Linked DNA regions of Mus musculus: regions 1, 2, 3, 4, 5 and 7 are each linked to region 6. The links are chromatin contacts, called in public Hi-C, HiCAR-type and promoter capture Hi-C maps. All regions are on one chromosome and are shown on one strand. The core of a region is the stretch at or near the end of the contact, and the rest is flanking DNA. Distances in the headings are between cores, read along the strand shown. Region 1 holds the start of Fam118a (family with sequence similarity 118, member A). Region 2 holds the start of Septin3 (septin 3). Region 3 holds the start of Snu13 (SNU13 homolog, small nuclear ribonucleoprotein (U4/U6.U5)). Region 4 holds the start of 1500009C09Rik (RIKEN cDNA 1500009C09 gene). Region 5 holds the start of Pmm1 (phosphomannomutase 1). Region 6 holds the start of Ttll12 (tubulin tyrosine ligase-like family, member 12). Region 7 holds the start of Nup50 (nucleoporin 50).

The links. Promoter capture Hi-C pulls out the DNA fragments that hold promoters and counts their contacts. A called contact is a pair of places that touch in the nucleus more often than the background predicts. HiCAR-type assays count read pairs that join an accessible place to other places.
Region 1: a contact with region 6 is called in a promoter capture Hi-C map of liver, with 2.5 times the contacts expected there. The contact joins the promoter of Fam118a here to the promoter of Ttll12 in region 6. A contact is called at or near these places in 4 of 39 promoter capture datasets (hippocampal neurons, liver and pre-B cells), 1 of 484 Hi-C or Micro-C datasets (myeloid progenitors) and 1 of 115 datasets of contacts at active chromatin or transcription factors (epiblast stem cells).
Region 2: a contact with region 6 is called in a promoter capture Hi-C map of pre-B cells, with 4 times the contacts expected there. The contact joins the promoter of Septin3 here to the promoter of Ttll12 in region 6. A contact is called at or near these places in 9 of 39 promoter capture datasets (the 3T3-L1 cell line, the C10 cell line, the SN4741 cell line and 6 more), 1 of 484 Hi-C or Micro-C datasets (palatal mesenchyme) and 2 of 115 datasets of contacts at active chromatin or transcription factors (embryonic forebrain and pro-B cells).
Region 3: a HiCAR-type map of astrocytes shows a contact between it and region 6, with 4 times the contacts expected there. The contact joins the promoter of Snu13 here to the promoter of Ttll12 in region 6. A contact is called at or near these places in 5 of 39 promoter capture datasets (the 3T3-L1 cell line, the SN4741 cell line, hippocampal neurons and 2 more) and 1 of 115 datasets of contacts at active chromatin or transcription factors (astrocytes).
Region 4: a contact with region 6 is called in a promoter capture Hi-C map of hippocampal neurons, with 5 times the contacts expected there. The contact joins the promoter of 1500009C09Rik here to the promoter of Ttll12 in region 6. A contact is called at or near these places in 6 of 39 promoter capture datasets (the HPC-7 cell line, cranial neural crest, frontonasal cranial neural crest and 3 more), 1 of 484 Hi-C or Micro-C datasets (palatal mesenchyme), 4 of 115 datasets of contacts at active chromatin or transcription factors (astrocytes, embryonic forebrain, large pre-B cells and 1 more) and 1 of 9 other capture datasets (liver).
Region 5: a contact with region 6 is called in a promoter capture Hi-C map of hippocampal neurons, with 4 times the contacts expected there. The contact joins the promoter of Pmm1 here to the promoter of Ttll12 in region 6. A contact is called at or near these places in 2 of 39 promoter capture datasets (hippocampal neurons and pre-B cells).
Region 7: a Hi-C map of the G1E-ER4 cell line shows a contact between it and region 6, with 5 times the contacts expected there. The contact joins the promoter of Nup50 here to the promoter of Ttll12 in region 6. A contact is called at or near these places in 6 of 39 promoter capture datasets (the 3T3-L1 cell line, the C10 cell line, hippocampal neurons and 2 more) and 4 of 484 Hi-C or Micro-C datasets (all in the G1E-ER4 cell line).

Annotation. Positions count from the first base shown.
Region 1 is chr15:85,035,773-85,038,472 of GRCm38.p6, forward strand. It overlaps Fam118a (family with sequence similarity 118, member A), which reads left to right and starts at 1,290. Exons shown (of 9, transcript NM_133750.4): 1 at 1,290-1,472.
Region 2 is chr15:82,267,498-82,270,197 of GRCm38.p6, forward strand. It overlaps Septin3 (septin 3), which reads left to right and starts at 1,305. Exons shown (of 12, transcript NM_001368785.1): 1 at 1,305-1,570. All of the region lies in intron 2 of Gm52180 (a long non-coding RNA gene), which reads right to left.
Region 3 is chr15:82,046,252-82,048,951 of GRCm38.p6, forward strand. Snu13 (SNU13 homolog, small nuclear ribonucleoprotein (U4/U6.U5)) reads right to left here and starts at 1,347. Exons shown (of 3, transcript NM_011482.4): 1 at 1,236-1,347. The coding sequence starts at 1,238.
Region 4 is chr15:82,251,203-82,253,902 of GRCm38.p6, forward strand. 1500009C09Rik (RIKEN cDNA 1500009C09 gene) reads left to right here and starts at 1,270. Exons shown (of 2, transcript NR_037697.2): 1 at 1,270-1,546.
Region 5 is chr15:81,959,484-81,962,183 of GRCm38.p6, forward strand. Pmm1 (phosphomannomutase 1) reads right to left here and starts at 1,447. Exons shown (of 8, transcript NM_013872.4): 1 at 1,232-1,447. The coding sequence starts at 1,318.
Region 6 is chr15:83,593,796-83,596,495 of GRCm38.p6, forward strand. It overlaps Ttll12 (tubulin tyrosine ligase-like family, member 12), which reads right to left and starts at 1,362. Exons shown (of 14, transcript NM_183017.2): 1 at 1,154-1,362. The coding sequence starts at 1,315. It overlaps Gm52182 (a long non-coding RNA gene), which reads left to right. Exons shown (of 2, transcript XR_003951515.1): 2 at 542-1,651.
Region 7 is chr15:84,922,006-84,924,705 of GRCm38.p6, forward strand. It overlaps Nup50 (nucleoporin 50), which reads left to right and starts at 1,423. Exons shown (of 8, transcript NM_016714.2): 1 at 1,423-1,645.

The DNA.
Region 1 (2,700 bases), core at 40-2,539, 1.4 Mb after region 6:
CTACAGTCTCCTTGAACAACTTCCTTCCTGTAACCCGGGAACTTCTCCAGTGTCACAGGTTCAAGTCTTAGGACCCTTTATGGAAGCAGGAGCTTGTGAACTAAATTGCATCACATGTAAATTGTTCAGTCTAGTAGTGGGAAGCCCAGACCTTTGAAGCCAATGCATGGTTGGTATTGCCAATACAACTTCTCTGGGCTTCCTCCTCTCCTGCTGTTAATTGCAGTAAATGGGGTGCCATCCTCATGGGAGATGTCCTGAGGACTGAAAAAAACATTTTCTCAAAGGCCAGCTACTTAGTAGGTACCCAGACTCAGGTGTTCAAACCACTGTTCTGGGCTCTGGTGCCACAAATTTCAAGCTGGCCAGGTAGTGATTTTGTATACCTTACACCCACAGAGTAGGTGGAACTCTGTGAGCTTGAGGCCAGCCTGTTCTACAGCGCTAGTTCTAGGACAGCCAAAGCCACATAAAACCCTGTCTCAAAAAGAAAAGAACAAAAACCCAGGTTTTATTACACATGCATTTTTCTTATGGGGCTGAAGGGATGCTTACAGCAAACCCATGTAGAAAAAAAGGAGCCAGAGGTAGAGGAAGTCCAAATAACTTGCCTGGGCAGGCCGACCTGGGAAGATGAGGAAGAGGAAATAGGCTTTGATCCATCCCAGCCTTATTTAGAGAAAGGAGAGGTGTCATTGACTTTTAAAGGTCCTCATGCTGAGTGCTCCAGCGCAGAGCCCACCCACGTGTACTCTCGAACGTTCGGGGTGGGCACTGAGTTCACCCGATTAACAGGTGCTGAACCTGGGTACATATGCTCATTAGTCCCTGGATCTAAGCCCAAGCTAGACGTGTCCAAGAGGCACATCGGAAGGGCCAGACGCCTACTCTGACACGTGGTAAGGGAGTCGGTCACTGCGGGGAGGACGTGAAGCATGCTAGGCTGGGGAAGGGCACAGGCTGTACAGCCTGTGGCTTGAGGTAGATGGAGTGAGCCCGGCTGGAAGTGGTTGCCCAAGGGTGGTTCCGGCCGAGCTCAACGCCTTCTGCGTTTCCGCGGGGCTGTCCAGGCGTGCAGATGGGGAAACTGAAGACAAAACAGCGCTGGGAAGACTGGCCGCGAGACATTCAGTCTCTTAAGACCAGGCTCATCGTGGACACGACAGCACAGTCCGTGGGTCCAATCGTAGCTTCTCTTGGGGGCGGGACGCGTCGTGGCCACGCCCCTTCGGGCGGGGCTTCCCGTTGCCGCGGGGCCGTTGATTTCAGGGCGGAACGTTCGCGCGGGCAGTGCGCGCGCGCGGGGGGAAGGCCTTGAGAGAGCGCTGCGGATTCGGCTGGGCAGGCTCGGCGTGGTGCACGCGCAGCGCCATCCGGCGCAGCGCCCGGCGGCTCCACCCAGCCGAAGGGGCGCGACCCGGGTGGGAGGCGGCGAGAGCGCGAGCGACACTGGTGTCTCCGTGGCACGGCAGGTGAGGCGGCGGGTCGGGGCTGGGTGCCAGCGCCTCGCGTCTCCCCAGCCCTCAAAACCCGCCTAGGGTGCCCAGGACCCTAGTGCCCTCTGATGCGCTGGGGACCCTGCCTCCGACATCCCCTGGGCTGCCTGGGTCCGCGGCCACCTGTGGACCTGATTACCTTCCACACCTAGAAAACCTCACCATCCTCCAGATTTCCCTCAGACTCAGCACACAGACCTCGGCGGCTTCAGGGCCCGAGACCGTTATATCTTCTCCAGAAGTCCAACAGATCCCCTCTGGTCCAACTCCAAAGCTTCGGGTCTCCAGGCCCATAGACTCCCATCCTTTCTTGGGTGGAGAGGCCTTCAGACCCACCTATCCCTAGAGACCTTCCTTCCTAGGATCTCCTGCCTCCTGCTCTCTATCTTGAGGTCCACAGAGCTTTTCAGCTTCTACTAGAGTGTTCTTGAGGTTTGTGAATTGTAAATAGGGATAAAAGTAGCACCATCTGATAGGTCAACAGAGGACCACGCATAACCAAAGAGGAGGTGGGATGTGGGGCTTCGCATGTGCGTTTGTTTTCACCGTGCAGTGGAGGCTGGTGTGGGACCGACTCATTGTGGAGAATGGCAGCGCTGGGAGTAACGGGAGTTGGGCAGTCAAAGCTCTTTTAGATTGTGCCCTCAATGTGTGGTAGTTTCTGTTACCACACACAGCCCACCAAAACCAGTCCAGGAAAGTAAAGCTTGATTACAGTGGTCTAATTGATGGGACGAAGGTAAACTAAAGGTCCATCTTTCTGGGATCCTGATTTAAGGGTGGCTGTCTTCCCTGAGGTGGAGGTTTGGGGCCAAATGGTACACATCTTATCATTTTCAGTCCTGGAAATCTCTAGAACAAGGATTATCCTTTCCTCGGGCTATTGTCATTGATAAACAGTCCTTGACTTGCTTGCTACACCGGCAGTCTGGTACCCTGAGGTAAAGCCCCAAGAAAGAACATGGCCTGATGATTGTGAAAGGCAAGGGCCAGGCATTTTTAAAGAGGGAGTGGATACCCTCTGCGGCCCAGTGCTGGGTGCTGGAGGCAGATGACACAGCTCCAGCTGGTAAGGGTTGGGAGGTGGGGATTAGCCAAGTTGGTGGTACTTAAGAGTGCCTTCAAGGCAGCTGGGGCTTGGGGGTTCTAGAGAGTAGCTGGGGTGAGGGAAGGGGATGCAAGAGGTAACAGGGAAGCAGACTCT
Region 2 (2,700 bases), core at 55-2,554, 1.3 Mb before region 6:
CGAACATCTCTACCTCATTAATATGCAAATTTGCCTTTGTCTTTAACAAATGGTAAACTTTTACGTGTACCAAAGAATTATTTTAAAATAAATTTCTTTTTTTCAAATTAATGTTATCTATTTGGTGTTATTCTGTTTTGTTGTTTCTGTGGCTCTGGGGACTGAACTCAGAGTTTTATGCACGTCAGCCGGGAGCTCTGTCACTATACCAATCCCCAGGCAAAATGGATCAATTCCTTTGAATTATTCTCAGTAAGTACTCGATGTATAGGACTGTATTCTATACCTATATACATGACGCTGAGTACAAATGTCTCGGCTACAGCGGCTGCAGATAGAAAAAATGACAAGAGGTTTGCTCAGAGATGGTCAGTCAACCCTGGAGGGAAAGGAGGCAGACCAGCAGGCGAAAGACAGAGATGGATGGGACGCGGGTCTTGCTCTGAAAGGAGGGAGGCGGGGTGGATTCTAGATCTTCAGGCTGGAAGAAATCACTTCAGGGCATCTAATCTCTAACTGAGAAGACAGCTGAGAACTAGGAGGGTTTTGTTATTGTTGTTAGGTTTGGTTTTTTTGTTTGCTTGTTTTTTTCCGGGACAGGATTTCTGTGTAAAGCCCTGGCTGTTCTGGAACTTACTGATACCGGCCTCTACCTCCTAGTGCTGGGATTAAAAGTGTGTGCCACCACCTCCTGGCCTATTGGACAGGAGTCTTATAATGAGTGGTCAGGCAAGGAGAACCCAGGGCCCCTGACTTCAGCCCCACCCAGCTGCTTGATCTCCAGGAGGTAATAAGGCAGTGTAGGCCCTACAGAGCCGGCTCCCCAGGGTGTCCAGGCTGATTTTGCCACCTCTTTCTTTTCTCAGGGCCTCAAAACATGTAGGGAGGGGAAAGAACTCAGACAGCGCCCCTCCCCCTCCACTGTGATTGCTTGCAGGTTGCCTGGTAACCAGGGCATAGCCAGCTATGGCAACCTAAGGCTCAGAGGGATGAGAATGGGATGAGAAGAGAAGAGGATCCTGGGCCCACACGTTCATCATTCAGTCACTGTGAGAAACATGCTGAGTGATTCTTGTTAGGCCCTGGGACCCAGAGAAGGATAAGATCTGCGTCTTTCAGGACTTTGCTGTCCAATATGGTAGATGGACATTCAAATGAAATAAAATTGAAAAAAAAAATCCAGGTCCTTGGTCATCATAGAATAGTGGTAAGTGCTCGGGAGCCGCCTGTGGCTGGTGGCTATTTTATTGGACAGTGGACACATAGAACATTTCCATTATCACAGAAAGTTCTATTGGCCGGCCAGAAGCTCACTCGCCAAGGCGAGCAGCTCACAGGAAAGCAGGCCAGAGCCCCCAGTGTTGTGGGGTATGGCAGAAAGGAAGTGGCAAGATGATGGGTCGAGGACATGCCAAGAGAACGTTGGGCTTGGCTCCTGGCTCAGAGTGAGTGTTTAGGGCACGTCTGTGGCCTGCACTCTGTGGCTGAGATGCTGTGCCCATCTGCTTACGGGCCTGGCTTTGGCAGAAGACTCTGAGTTTCTCCAGCCTGGCTCAGTCCCTGGCACAGAGTAAGTACCCAGCCAATGGCGTCTCTTCCCACCACGGTCCTTCTCATACTATCATGTGACAGAGCAGCCTGGTGCTGGGGAACCCAGGAAAAGGTTCTTAGCCCAGTGGCCACAGGCTGCTGAGGATCTGCCTCACCAGAGACAGCTGGGGTAGGTCTGTGGATTTCTTTGAGGTCTGGCCCGGGGCTGGCTAGCTTCATACCCCGAGTCTTACTTAGCAGAGGATCTGTCTGAAGCAGGATGGGTCTCAGAGAATGGATTTGAAGGGTACAGTTGTATACACAGAAATCCCAACATGAAGCACAACCGCAGGAGCATGGACACAGATGGCCCTGGGGTCAGCAAAGTCTTAGGTGGTTGCAGAGGGAAAGTGGGAGGGCATGAGACAAACAGGGACATCACCGTTGGAGTAGCTCAGTTCTCTCTTACTGGTGACACTTCTCAAGGGTCCAGTCTTGGAGACAAGGACACATGGGTTATGTGCCATCCCCTCCCTAGGTGGCTCTGCGCGTATAGGGCAGCTCAGCTGGCTGACGCCCATAGCTCTGTAGGATTCCAGAGACTCAGAGCAGCCATTCACTGCCACCCACTCTCAAGAGGCCAGAGCCTCCCTGCCCGGAGCCCAGTCCAGCGAGAGGGACAGGTCAGGGGAGAACTGGGCCCTCAGCTAGTGGACTATGATCAGGAGGCTTAGTGAAAGCTCAAGAGAGGACCCAGAGAAGAGAGGTCTCTGAGCCCGGCCACATGGCTAGCCTCTGGGTGCAGAGGAGTGGGTGGGGTCTGCAAGAGGTCAGCTTCCTTGACTGAAAACCACCGGCTTCTTTTCTGTCTTCTGATCCAGGTAGGTGTGCCTGCCTGTTTGTGTGTGTGTGTGTGTGTGTGTGTGTGTGTGGGTATGTGGGGAGGGTAGAACCAAGGTGTTCACAGGACACGGGGCTCACTGAGGAGGCAAGGATCTAGTGACACAAGAACAAGGTGACCTCAGGAGTTCTGGTCCTTGGGTCTGTGGCTAAGCGAAGGGTGAACACGGTGTGCCCAGGTGCATGTGGTGGGAACAGTGGGCAAGAGAGGTCAGGGCGGCAGGGATATGCCTAATGGAGAAGAGGCAGAGAGGCTGGACAGTTGAGAGA
Region 3 (2,700 bases), core at 97-2,596, 1.5 Mb before region 6:
TCCTGGTCTAATCAGGAGGATCCAAGAATGATGACTGACCAGCCTTGGTGTAGTGGCACACACCTGTAAGCCCAGCATTCTGGAGGCCGGCCAAGGCAGGGAGATCTCATGTCCAAAGCCAGAACTCGCCCGTCCTTAAGCGATGCATGTTTGTACTCCGCCTGCTACAAGCGACCCGTTGTCCCCACTTCCCAGCCTAGACAAACTGCTGCAGAGTTCACCAAGAGCACCGCACTTCAAAACTCTTCCCTGGTTCAACACTGGCTCAGCCACTCTCTCTCTCTCAAACTCTAGACTCGGTCAGTAGTTGCTAAACCTCAGGGGTGGGAGCACGAAAACAAAGCCGACCACCCAAGGGCTGGATGAAATCGCACCAGGCCTGAAAGGGCTCAGCCAAACGGAGCCCTGTACACCATCACAAAGTGGAGACGCTCAAACGCTATCATCCCACGTGGGGCTACCAGGACCACGGATTTCTGAAGGCGTCGGTCGCTCTCATGGTGGGAGCCTTTCCTGAGCTTCCTTCACATTCCATGTGACCCCAAATTTAAAAAAGGAGGCGAGGGTGGGGTGGTGGTGGTTACCTAGTCCGGAGGGCGCGATGGTACGCGCCTTTAATCCCAGCACTGGTGAGGCAGATCTCTTGAGAGCTCAAGGCCAGCTTAGTTTACAGAGTTCCAAGGCCAACCAGGGCTCCATGAGCCCCTAAAAACAAACTAAACCAAAAAGCGCCCCCGAATTCCCTAAGTCTTAGTTCCCGACAGACCCTGGCTGCGGACCCCACGGCGATCCCCTTCCTCAACCCCGGGAGTGGAGAAGACGTGGGTAGTGAGTGCCTCGCATCCCGGGATTTCACCTCATCCCCCAGTGTTTAAAAAGAAAAGAGAAAGAAAACGAGAAGGAGAACAGACGGGCTTCCACACGCGTTCACCATCCCACGTGGGGCGCTCATTTTCCCACGCTGCGCCATGCCTGTCCCCTCGCCGCGGCCTCTGGGCACGCCCACGGCTGCAAAGCCCACCGGGCCGCAGCGACCTGGGACCTCAGCTGCCCGGGATCTCCACTCCGCCGCCCCAGGAACGACCTCGCGGGCCGCCGGAGTTCCAGCCCCGGGCCTGGAGGTCGGCCATCTCGGGGCGGGCGACATGTCGCACGCGCTCCACCTCCCCCAAGACGCAGCGAACAGGGCCCGCGGCCCGCGCTCCCCGTGCTTGCGGCCCGCCGCGCTCACTCACCATGGCTGCGGTGCGCCGGTCTCGCCGCGACTCGACGACAGCCCAACTCAAGAGGGACTGAAACGCCGCGCAGGAAAAAGGAGCGGAAATCACTTCAGAAGCGGCAGGAAGCGGAAGTGACGCCACAGAGCGCGCGCAATGACGGCGTCCCGCCCCCTTCCCGGAAGAAGAGAGTGCTGAAGTCATCTTTGGATGTGGGAGATGCGTTTTTTCAGATTTTATTAGCGTTCTAGTTAGGATCGGCAAAAGATTGTGAATAAACCACTCGGGAAGTGGCACACTAGTACAACGGGTTGTGAGGGTTGCCATTTCATAACCAGGCTTTTTTTTTTTTTTCGAGACAGGGTTTCTCTGTGCAGCCCTGGCTGTCCTGGAACTCGCTTTGTAGACCAGGCTGCCCTCGAACTCAGAAATCCACCTGCCTCTGCCTCCCAAGTGCAGGGATTAAAGGCATGCGCCACCACGCCAGGCTTTTTTTTTTTTTTTTTTTTTTTTTTTTTTTCTGAGTACATAGTGTACCCTTTTCAAAACCATCCTCTCAGGCGGAGGTTGATTTCTACAATTAGCTGGAATAATGCAGTGGTTGTGAGTCTCTTGGGGAGTGTGTGTCAAAAGACCCTTTCCCAGGGGCCGCCGAAGACCATCGGAAGACACGATTCATAACAGTAGCAAGATTACAGTTATGAAGTAGCAACGAAAGTAATTTTATGGTTGGGGGTCACCACAACATGAACTGTATTAAAGAGCTGCAGCAATGGGTAGGTCAAGAGCCATTGGACTAGGGGGCTAGTTAGTGAATGACAGGGAGGTTGTGTTTGGAGTAATTATGTAGGACACCTGCTTCCTTCTTCTGAGCATCTTGCCCCTTTCTTAGTGATGCACCAAAACTTCGTTATGAAAGGATAAACTCAAGTCTAGCGCTCCCTCCCATGAGCTCTTCCGTGATCCTCGTGGCTTCTCAGTCTTTTCCAACATGATGCCAAACACATCTTGGGGCTATTTGGATCTAGCCCAGACCCCACCATTAGAGCCAATTTCAGCTCATTGTGTCACAACTGTAGAGCTGAGAACTGGGAGGACCTTTAAGAGCCTTACAAAATAGTTCCTCATTTTTACAGATGAGAACAAAGTGTAAAGAAGGGAAGCCTGCCCACTGTCAGGAATCAAACAGTGGCAAAGCTAAAACCGGACCTTGAGATTTTTAGCATTGGGGGTCAGGCAACCACATGGATTCAAACTGCCAACAGGAGGGAACATTTCTAGAGACTGGCGAGATGCCTCCCTGGTTCAGCACACTGGCTGCTCTTCTATAGGATATGGGTTCAATTCCCAACACCCACATGGCAACTGACAACACTTGTGACTCCAGTTACAGAAAGATTCAACTGCCTCTTCTAGCATCCATGGGCACTGTGATGCACAGACTTGCATGCAGGCAAACAATCACACATAAGAGACACTTTTT
Region 4 (2,700 bases), core at 20-2,519, 1.3 Mb before region 6:
CCAAATAATGCCACTCCCTGGACCAAGCATATATAAACCATCACATGCGGCTAGTGGATAGTTTTTGTTTGTTTTTATTTTGTTTTGTGTTCTCTCCTCAGACAGGGTTTCTCTGTGTAGCCCTAGCTATCCTAGAACTCAGTTTGTAGACCAGGCTGGCCTCAAGCTTGGAGATCTGCCTGCCTCTGCCTCCAGAGTCTTGGAATTAAAAGCGTGCGCCACCACTATCTGGCCTCCTAGTATAGGCAGCTTTATCTCAGCTGGTAAACAACGTCTGTCCTTTGCGCAGGAGTCGATGTGACCTTATCCCTTTTCTGCAGAAGCAACTCTGAGCAAACGCCTGGGTACAGAGCTGTTGGGATCTTGCTTTCTTGGTCTACCCAGCAAGAGACATCCTGAAATGTTCAGGGTATATAACAGGTTGCTCGCTCTCTCTCTCTCTCTCTCTCTCTCTCTCTCTCTCTCTCATGTTTTTATCTTTTTTAAAATTTATTTTGTTTTAAAAAATGTTTTCCTTTAAGTGTACCGCATGTATGCAATACCTATGCTGGCCAGAAGAGGGAACCAGACTCCCATGGAACTGGAGATATAGCTGGTTGTATGTGGTGTTGTAGGTGCTGGGGATGGAAACTGGGTCCTTTGCAAAATAAGCAAGAGCTCTTAACCACTGAGCCGTCTCTCCACCCCCTATATTGCTTTTTGTTTTGTTTGGGTTTTGGCTTTTCAATACAGGGTATCACTATGTATCCCCAGTTGTTCTAGAACTCTCTATGTAGACCAGGCTGGACTTGAACTCACAGAGATCTGCTTGCCTCTGCCTCCCAAGTACAGGGATTAAGGATATGCACCTCCATCCCTAGCTCTAGATTGTTTCCTTAACAATTTAATTACTTGTCCATTGTCTGTCTGTCCAACAAAGACACAGGAGCTCAGGGACTTTGTCACTCACTCTAAAAGTGGCGCATTGCAGTTGCTAATAAATACTTGTTGAATGAAAGAACTACTTTACATCCATCCATCCATTCATTCTCACTAGTCAATCATTCATAAATATCAGATTGAATGCCTGAGCTTGGGAATACAGATAGAAACACCAGACATTATGTCAGGCCTGCAATGGGAGGAGACAAGGGTGATGTCATTGTGCTTATCGTGGTATCTGAGAGAGCCAAGGTCACACCCCTTAACCAGTCCAAACGTCACTGTATACTAAGCTTGTCCCACGTAGAGAGAGAAGGAACTAAATAGCTTTCCGGAGCTGCTGTCCCCACACTTTGAGTCTAATGCACGGTGTCTCAAGAGGTTCCCTGAAGATCAGACATTATGTAGGTACTGTGAAGATAGAAATAGAGTAGGTGAGGGAGTGATGGATGGAGAGAAGCTGCTTTGAGCCAAGGGAGGCTTCTCTGGGAAGATACTGGGACCCATTTCTGCCTCTCCGAGGGAGGAACCAATGGACGATAAAAGCTTCACAGAGAGACTTGAGATGCAGAGACACACCCTCCCTCCCCGCAGTGATGGATGACAGATGCAGAGAGCCCCGGTGGTGAGCACCTTTGAGAGTGAGCACTGCTGAGTCTGGAGCACGTGGAGGGAGGGAGAGGGGAAGAGATGAGGGGGCCAAGTGATGTTCTTTTAGAGTCATAGGCCATGAAAAGACTTTGGACTTTGGTCTGGGCTTTCTAGCAGGTTCTAGACTGAGACCCAGTGGATCAACAGATGCCTTGGTTCTTTTAGAGTCATAGGCCATGAAAAGACTTTGGACTTTGGTCTGGGCTTTCTAGCAGGTTCTAGACTGAGACCCAGTGGATCAACAGATGCCTTGGCAAGCAGGCCTAGTGGGGGCATGGGGGGGCTCAGGTCTCAGGGGTATCATCAACTTCATGCAATCATCAGCAAAACAGCAGCTGAGGTGGAGAGTCATGAGGGAAGCAGCCAGGGAGCCACAGGGGAGGGTGACAGATAAACATGCATTCAATGTCCCCTGGGACCCCACATGCAGGACAGTTGGTGCTTGTCATTGGTGCCAGCGGTATAGAGGATGTATAGGTGCTATACTGTGAGGCAGGATCCGGACTGCAAGAGGCTAGGCTAGAATATATTAAAGGCATGTTTGTTGGGAAGCTGCTCTCAGGCAAGTTCACTGGCCCCAAAGACTGAGGCCAGGGAAGTCACCATGGGGAAAGCAGAGGGGCAGTGGGGAGGGAGAGAGAGGAGGAGTGCCAGAAATTCCAACGTACCCAGATTACATAGGAAAGAGCCTCTGCTGGTGGGAGGGTGGGGGGGAAGCAGCCCAGCTGCTAAGCTGGAAAGTTCAGGATTGGGGGCAAGGTATGCCAGATGGGGACTGAGGGATGCTGGGAGAATCTGGAGGCCAGGTCTGCTTTGATATGTAAAATATGCACCCAGTCCCTTGTCCTTGCAGAGCCAAACCTTGAGGCCTCAAGGTTCATCTTATGAATACTTTCAAAAGACTTCTGAGTCAACTTTTTTTCTTCCTTTTTTTTTTTTTTTTTTTTTTTTTTTTGAGACAGGGTTTCTTTATGTAGGTAGCCTTGGCTGCCTTGTAACTAGCTCTGTAGACCAGGCTAGCCTCGAACTCACAGAGACCCGCTTGCCTCTGCCTCCCATGCATTGGGATTAAATGTGTGCGTCACCACTACCCAGCTACCATTTTTGGCTTCTATGGTTGGGCAGTGG
Region 5 (2,700 bases), core at 197-2,696, 1.6 Mb before region 6:
CCAGCACTTGGGAGGCAGAGGCAGGCAGATTTCTGAGTTCGAGGCCAGCCTGGTCTACAGAGTGAGTTCCAGGGCAGCCAGGGCTATACAGAGAAACCCTGTCTCAAAAAAACCAAAACAAGAAAAAAGAAGAAGAAAAAAAAAAGCATTAAGCTTTTCTAGTAAGCATTAAGTCTGTCTAGTAGTAGACAAATTGACAGGCGGTTCTTGTTCAGGCCTTGCCAAGTCAGTGCAGCACAAGGATCAGGCATGCCTAGGCTAGACCACCTCCTTTCCAATCCTGCATCTTCCTGATCCACCTCTGCTGGATGGAAAGAAAGATGCCCGATTCCTTCTGGAGAGTGGAAGGCCTACCAGGAAGCTAAGACTTAGGTTCACACGGGCTTCTGCCCAGTAGCTCGGCCCCCCACCCCCATTTCTGCTCTGATCATCCCGGTGATCCCAAAGGTAGAAGGATGGGTGAGAACGACCCAGGATGACTCGAAGGGAGAAAAACTAGGTATGGCTAAAGACTGGAGGGTGAACTATAAAGTGCAGACAGGAGAATGCACTCCCATTTTTTACAGTGCTTCTATTGTAAACAGACTAGCCCTGGGGCCTTTCACCTTCACATGGGTGGAACCAAAAGGATACCAATAACAAAAACCAAAACTCATCAGAAAAGCAGCTCTCTTTCCCTCCAACTCCAGGTGGAAGGTAAACAAACATCCTAAGAGGCTTAAGGAGCTAAACCCAGTTTTAGGCCTATGGACGCCAGAGTGCAAAGACTCAGAGATCTTCCTTGCCCTCAGTAGAGGGCGACCGTGGGCTTAGAAGCGCACGGAGCTCTGCCTGGAACGCCGCGTTCTCACGCTAGCTTGAGGACGGACTAGTTGTGCATCCTAGGGCTAAAATGGGGTAAGACCACCCCAGAGCCCAGCCTGGGCCTGTGCAAGCCTGGAACTGGGGATACCCGCCCTATCGCCCATAGACGCTCCTCCCGGAGGCTGGATACAGCATCTGCGCTCCCGGCAGGAACGTGGATGCCAACCCGCGCGGGGAGCGCTGAGGCCTGGAAGGCCGAGAGGGCCTGGGTCCCATCTCCTCGGTGACAGGAGCCGGTACCACTGCACTCCACGTTTCCGACAGGGTCGCGCAGGTGTCTGCGTTGACATGGCAGTGACGGCTTCACGCTGGGTCACGGATGCCGGCGTGACTCTGGGCGGGAGCTTTGGAACCTCGAGGCCCTTACCTGGCGAGCTGGCGTGAGGGTCCCGTCCACGTCAAACAGGCAGAGGATGCGCTCTTTCCTGCGGGCGCCCTCGACGGCGACTGCCATGGCTGTAGCTCCGCGCGCCAAGCGCTGTCGCTGCAGCCACCGCCAGGGTCGCGTGCGACAGAGGCCGGGCGGGGCCGGGGCGGGGCCAGCTGCGCAGCACGGGGAGGAGCAGTGGCCATCGGCCCTCCCGCGAGGGGGCGGGGCCTGCGGCGCCGAAAGAAGAGTACAGGCACCTAGGATTGAGGGGCGTGGCAGTAGGCGGGGTCAGAGTCCTCGTACCCGACGGAGATAGGAACCGGCGGGAAAAGGGGTTGAACCGGAAGACAGTGTCGGGCCAGCGGGTTGAGGTTGATCTCAGGGCGCTCCCTACGGTGGGGGGGGGGGGGGGTTGGGGGGCAAGGGCGGGACTCAGAGCCTTCTGCTTGTGATTCCCAAGGTTAGTAGGACGAAGGTATTGCCTTGTCATCTTGAGCTTGAAGTCTCAGGGAGAACCCGGCGTGCTGGCTCACCTGTGATCCAGCCCTTCTGAGGCAGAGGCCCTTATCTACAAAACAAGTTCCGGGCCAGCCAGGGCTACATACTCTGTTTTGTTTTGTTTTTTCAAAACAAGAGTTTCCCTTTGTAGCCTTGACAGCCTTGGATAAGACCCTATTTTTTAAAACAAAACAAACAACAAAAAAAGGGAGGGGGAGAGAGAGAAGGAAGAAAAGAGAAAAATATCCCATGATGGCTTTTACCTACTGTGAGAAATGTTTGTTGCTTTTTTTTTTTTTCCAATCAAAAGTAACCTACTAAGGGCCAATATGCCATAAATCTCTAACTTGTAAGCTTTTATGCGAGTCTTTTTTGTTGTGTTATTTTGTCGTGTGTGCCTGGGGTGATGTGCACTAAGTACATGCAGGAGCCCACCTAAGTCAGGATGGAAGTGAGTGTCAGATCCTCTGGACCTGGAATTACCCACAGTTGTGAGCTTCCTTGTAGGTGCTGGGTGTCAAATCCCTGATCCTCTGCAGGAGGCCAGAAGAAAGCTTCAGATTCCTAGTTCTGGAGGTACAAGCAGTTGTAAGCTGCCCAGTATGGGTGCTGAGAATTGAACTCAGGTCCTCAGTAAGAGTAATAAGTGGAGCACGCCTTTAATATCAGCACTCAGGAGGCAGAGGCAGGCGGATTTCTGATTTCGAGGCCAGCCTGGTCTACAAAGTGAGTTCCAGGACAGCCAGGACTACACAGAGAAACCCTGTCTCTAAAAAACCAAAACCAAAAAAAAAAAAAAAAAGACATCATGCCAGGAACAGATCTAGGGCAAGGTTTATTGGGGAAATGGAGTGGGAACATGAGAGGGAGAGAGAAATAAAGACAGACAGACAGACAGAATAAGCAAGTGAGAGAGAATCATGGTGTTCAGAGATGTTCAGAAGTACCTTTTTTAAAAAAGGTTTATT
Region 6 (2,700 bases), core at 112-2,611:
TAGCAGTGCGGAGGAGGGCCCAACACCACGTGAGCAGAGAACTTAGTGACAGGGAGTAAGTAACCCTCTGTAAGGAGGTGCCACTGACAGATGAGCCTCGACCAATGATGTAGTAATATCTGATAATCAGACTGAAGTAGAGAAATCACTTAATACTCCACCTACCAAACCGGTCACTACAGCTGCTTGCCCTGGGGCTGACGGCCAGTTATAACCTCACGGTATTGCCCAGGACCATCAACAATGTAACACTAGCACAAGGCTGGCTCCTCCTCTTTTACTGTCCCACAGGGCTAAGGATTGAGGCGCCTCCCAACCGCCAGCATGCTATAGTGAGCTGCAGTACAGCCCTACGTATAGGCTTAACCAGGAAATATCTGGCCCATACACAGTGTGGAACTAGATCAAAGAGGGTAAGCCTACCCCATTGAGAGGCACCGGGGAATCCTAGCTTTTGGACTCTCCCAGTCACCTGAAGGCTTAGTGGGTCTCAGATAGGAGGTGGTGTCCTGTGAAAAACCAAGCTCTTGCTTCGCAAAAGACCCTCCGCCCAGCCTAGCAGCTGCTGTCTTCATCACCCAAACCCTGTTCTCCGACGGAAGAAGCCGGGCACCCCGTGGAAGCCTAGCTCAGGTGAAGGATGGAGCCATTCTCTCAAAAGATGGGGGAGACCTTCTAAACCCTCTCTTAGCGTCGTCTCCATGTCTCAGGGCCTCCATTCTCTTTAGTGTACAAAGGGAGACCTGCTACTCACGCCGTGGGAAACAACTCCACAGAGTTCTACGGACTAAGCAGAGCTGCACAGAGCTGACTGAAATGATGCCGGTGTAGCTTGAATCTAACAGGAGCTCCTGCATCCGCCGGAGCCTCAGTTTCCTCATCCGTAAGTGGAGTCGCGAGTTCTACTCTTAATATATCAACCGAGGCGTTGGGATGCTGCGAGCCAAGCGCATGCCGGTTTGCAGGTCCCTGCGCATCCTCGGCGGGCCCATAACCCTGCAGGATGGCGGCACAGGCGCATCTCTCGGCCTGTACCCTTCTGACTCCCAGGTACATCCTGCTCCTGAACTTATAAGTGGCTCCCCTTCAGAGCTGCTGAGCTGTGCTCCCCACTCGACCGCATAGCCTGCCCGCAGCCCGTGCCATCTCGTACCTCGTGCTCCAGCTTGTGCAGAAGGCGGCCCCATAGTCGCTCTGGGACTCCCGAGGCGCGCAGCGTAGGGCCGTGCAGCGACACGAACTCGTCCAGCAGCCGCGCGTTCAGCCTCTCGGCGCGGCCGGGACTGCCAGGCTGCGGCCCGGACTGGATCTCCATAGTGCTCGGAAGAGCACGGCGCCGCCCACCGCAGGATTTAAGCGGACGGCGCGCACGCGCCTGCGTCCTGGGTTGCGAGGTTCCAAGAGTGCGCACGCGCGCTGGGGGCGTGTCTTCTCCATTCATCCCAGGACTGCCGCGAGGGATTCTGGGAACGCTGCTTAGAAGCCCCAGAGAGTCAGAATCAGGAGAGATTGTCCTCAAGGAGCCGGTGAAGCTGAGATGGGGAGGGGGTCGGGAAGAGGCAGAAGGTGCTCCCCCTTGCGCTGGTTGCAATCTTGTTTCGCCTGAATTTTTTTTTTAATTTTAGTTTAAAATTTTTATTTTTTTATTTTACGTGTGTGAGTGCTTTTATTTTACGTGTATGAGTGTGTATGTAAGTGCATATATGGCTCATGAAGGTTAGGAGACTGCGTCAGGTCCCTTGGAACTGGAATTACACATGGGGTGCTGGGATCCAAACCGGGTCATCTGCAAGAGCAGTTAACTACTAAGCCATTTTCCCAGACTTGTTTTGTTTTATTTTGTTTTGGTGTGTGTGTGTGTGTGTGTGTTTGTGTGTGTGTCACAGCGCACTTGTGGAAAGCAAAGAACAAAACATTGTAGAGTCTGTTCTCTTTCCATTTTTATCAAACGCAAGTCATTAAGATTGCATGGCAAATGCTTTACCACTGAGCCATTTGCTAGGGCTTGGTTATCATCATCATATTGCCACAGGGTCACATTCAGCTCAGACTAATCTGACCAAGAAACTCACTTTGTTTCGAAGGCTGGCCTTGAACCCTTCCTCCCTCCACCTGTCAAGCATTGGGAGACACCAGCGTGTGGGGATCCTAGTTATATCTCAAAGGTGGACAGATCTTTCTAGGGATTGGAGGAGCCTTCTCAGTCCTTGGAATGCCTTGTTGAATTCAAAGGTTGTGATAACTTGGTGTGCCATCAAAAGGGTTATTCCACAAGTGCAGAGATCAGCTTGCCTCTGCCTCCCAAGTGTTGGGATTAAAGGCATAAGTTACCACCTCCAGCCGCTTTCTTGCTTCCTGTCTATCGAGGAAAAGAGAGCCCTAAATTCAGAGAAAGACTCTGTCTCAAGAAATTAAGCAGAGAAAGGCAGATGAGGATACCCAATATCTTCTTTTAGCCTCCACTTGCACATGGCACACTCCCTCCCTGTATGCATGGACTCATATACCCACAAGCCCTCAACAATCAATCAATGACTGCATGGATCATTTCATCATATAATTTGCTAGATGGAGATGAGATAGAGGGTAGTTTAAAATTTTTTTCAATAGATGTATGTGATGGTTTGAATATCCTTGCATAAGAGAGAGAAACTGTGAGGACGGGGCTGGGTGATTTTGGGAAGTTCGCCAAGCAGCTTC
Region 7 (2,700 bases), core at 173-2,672, 1.3 Mb after region 6:
CTGTCTGAATAGCTGTGATTGTGGGTCTGGTCTGTATTAATGAGGATCTTCTTGTTACTCTGGCTGGCCTGGGCTGATCCTCTTGCCTCAGCCTTCCAGTAACTGTGACTTTAGTTGAAAATGCCCATGACCTGACTGACTTCAGATACTTAAATTATCTCTGGAGTACTTATAGCACTAAATATGACGTTAACGACATAGCTGAAATGTGTAGAGAATGACAAGAAAAATACCTTGCATGTATTTAACACAAATTTTCAGAAGACACTTCATTGGCAGTCAGTTGAATCAAGAACAAATGTGTGCATTAAATGCGATCTGGCTTTTTCTCTTTCACTCTGCTGGATCTGGGGGAACTGAATTTAGGGCTTTCCTCGTGCTAGCCAAGTACTCTACCACCGTGCCAGCTAGTCTCCTTTTGCAGTTCTTGCAGATCGATGGATGAAACACCCTGAAAATAAGGGACTTGACTTCTCCCTTGGAACCCCCTTTGTCCTCTCTCAAAAGTTTGGAACTATTGCTCTAGAAATGCTAGTTTCTCTGAGACCCGTTTCCGGATGGTTAAGGATGGGTCTGACATTCTGGTTCACATTCTCGTTAAAACTCAAGCAGAAGAATTAGACCAACCGGAATCCCTTCTTAAACAACTGAACCGCTTTAGAGTGCTGTAGTCAGCTAAAAGCACACAAAACACGAGTCCTGGTCCAGGACGCATACGGTTCGTCCCGCAGCTGAATCCCTCCGGGGACTTCATCTCCTGTGGGCCCTAGCTGGTCCTGCAGCTTGGGGCAAATTTACAGCTCCCAACGAGGAAATCTGTGGACATCTATCATAAAGCAGCAATTGGGGCAGGTGACCTTTAGAGTCCGTCCCGCAGGGCTCTCCAGCCCCATGTCGGGAAGAGCTACCACAAGCTTCCAAGTCTCCGCAGACTGAGATCCACCCTCCCCAAGGCCCGTCCACGTGAGAATCACGTTGCACCCGCCTCGTGCTCCCCCCAGATCCACGGCCAGTCTCCTCAGCCACCCACCACACCATCGGAGGCCTCCAAAGTCACTGACCACAACGCCTCCCGCTAGTGTCTCGGCAGCGATTGGCGCGCGAACCTCCTCAAACTGGGACGGCGGCCGACACGTGACCAACGTGCTTAACCCGCGTTTGACAGTGGCTTTGGCTCCCGGCCCGCTGCCCGCGCTCCCTGTGCGCACGCGCGAGCTCCAATGGTCCTCCCGGCGACTGTTTCTAGGGCGGGCTTGCGCATGCGCCGCGCGACCCAAGTGGCCCTCAGGAGAAGGGGCCGGCGGCGGAGGCTCCGACGCGCATGCGCAGTAGCTGGATGCGGGCGTCGCTTGCCTCTTCCCCCTCCCCCTCTCTTTTCCCTCCGATTGGTTCGGAGGCGTCCATTCGAGTTACAAGATGGCGGCCCCGGGCGCTCTCTTCACCGTTCTGTAGCAGCTTCGGGCTGAGCGGATGTCTCTTCTTGTCCTCAGTGTCGGACTCAGAGACACACGGCTCCCGAGTTCTGCTGATCACGAAGTTCCCGGAGGCGCTCGACGCACCGGAATCTCCCAGCGGCCGCGACCGCCGCCTCGGCCCTGCTCGCCGCGGCGCCGGGACTCCAGCGTGATCGGCGGCGGCAGTCAAGGTAGGTGAGGGCCGGGCAGGCCAGGAGGGCGGGGCGGCGGCCGCCTTGGCGACGCGGCGGGCTGTTTGTGAAGCCGGACCGGGCCGGGCCTGCCGGGCGAGCCGCCTGGCAGTGGAAGGCTCGGCTGAGCGCGGGCCTCGGCCCCAGCGGAGGTAGGCGGCGGTGGCAGGGCCGCCCTGGCCCAACCCTGGCTGGCCTTCGCCCCTTACATGTCGTCTCCCCGGCTGTTCGGTCCCCCGGTGCCCTCACCGAGTTTCCAGGCCGTTGGTCACCCGGGTTCGTCCAGGGCCACTTTTGAGGTTTGGGCTTTTCCGGGGCGTTATAGTGACCTCGATCGGCTCCTGGTGTTTTCCTGTGAAAGTCATCTCTTGACCGCAGAGTTGTGCGGGTGCGCACACCGCAGGAAGCGGCCCGATCGTGAATAATTCACACACACACACACACACACACACACACACCATCACCATCCCCTGTCAACACACACACACACCCCGTCCCCCGGCAACTTCCTAGCTTCATATCTTAAAAGCATTTCGTGGAGCCATTTTACCCACAAACGCAGACATTTGGCAAAGTCTTCCGGGCAGCTGTTGTAAGTCATTTATTACAGGGATTAAATTTCCCCGGTAACATATTGGTAGAAGCTTATCTAGTACGTACGAGACCCTGGATCCTGTCCCCACCGCTTTAAAAGAAAAATAAAACAGAAAAGCTTTAATAACAACAATAATAGCTGGCAGATAAGTCTCAAGTGCCAGGCCTTGTTCCAGATAATTTGCAGAGTTGTGTTTAACTATGGAATGTGAAATAAGTAGGTATTTGGTGCTTTAAAAAAAAAAGTATGTATCTCCTATGTTGGCCTTGAACTTGTTCTATGGCTTAGACTGGCCTCAAACTGTCATCCTGCTTCAGCCTCCCTCTACCATCACCCGGGTTGGTGAAATGTGTTTTAAAAGTTTAGCCTATAGTAGTAGTTACTTTTCCCTCTACAGCTTTTGAGTTTTGGAGTAAAAATAGGGGTTATTTTTGTTACTATTTTGACAGGACACTTCCTC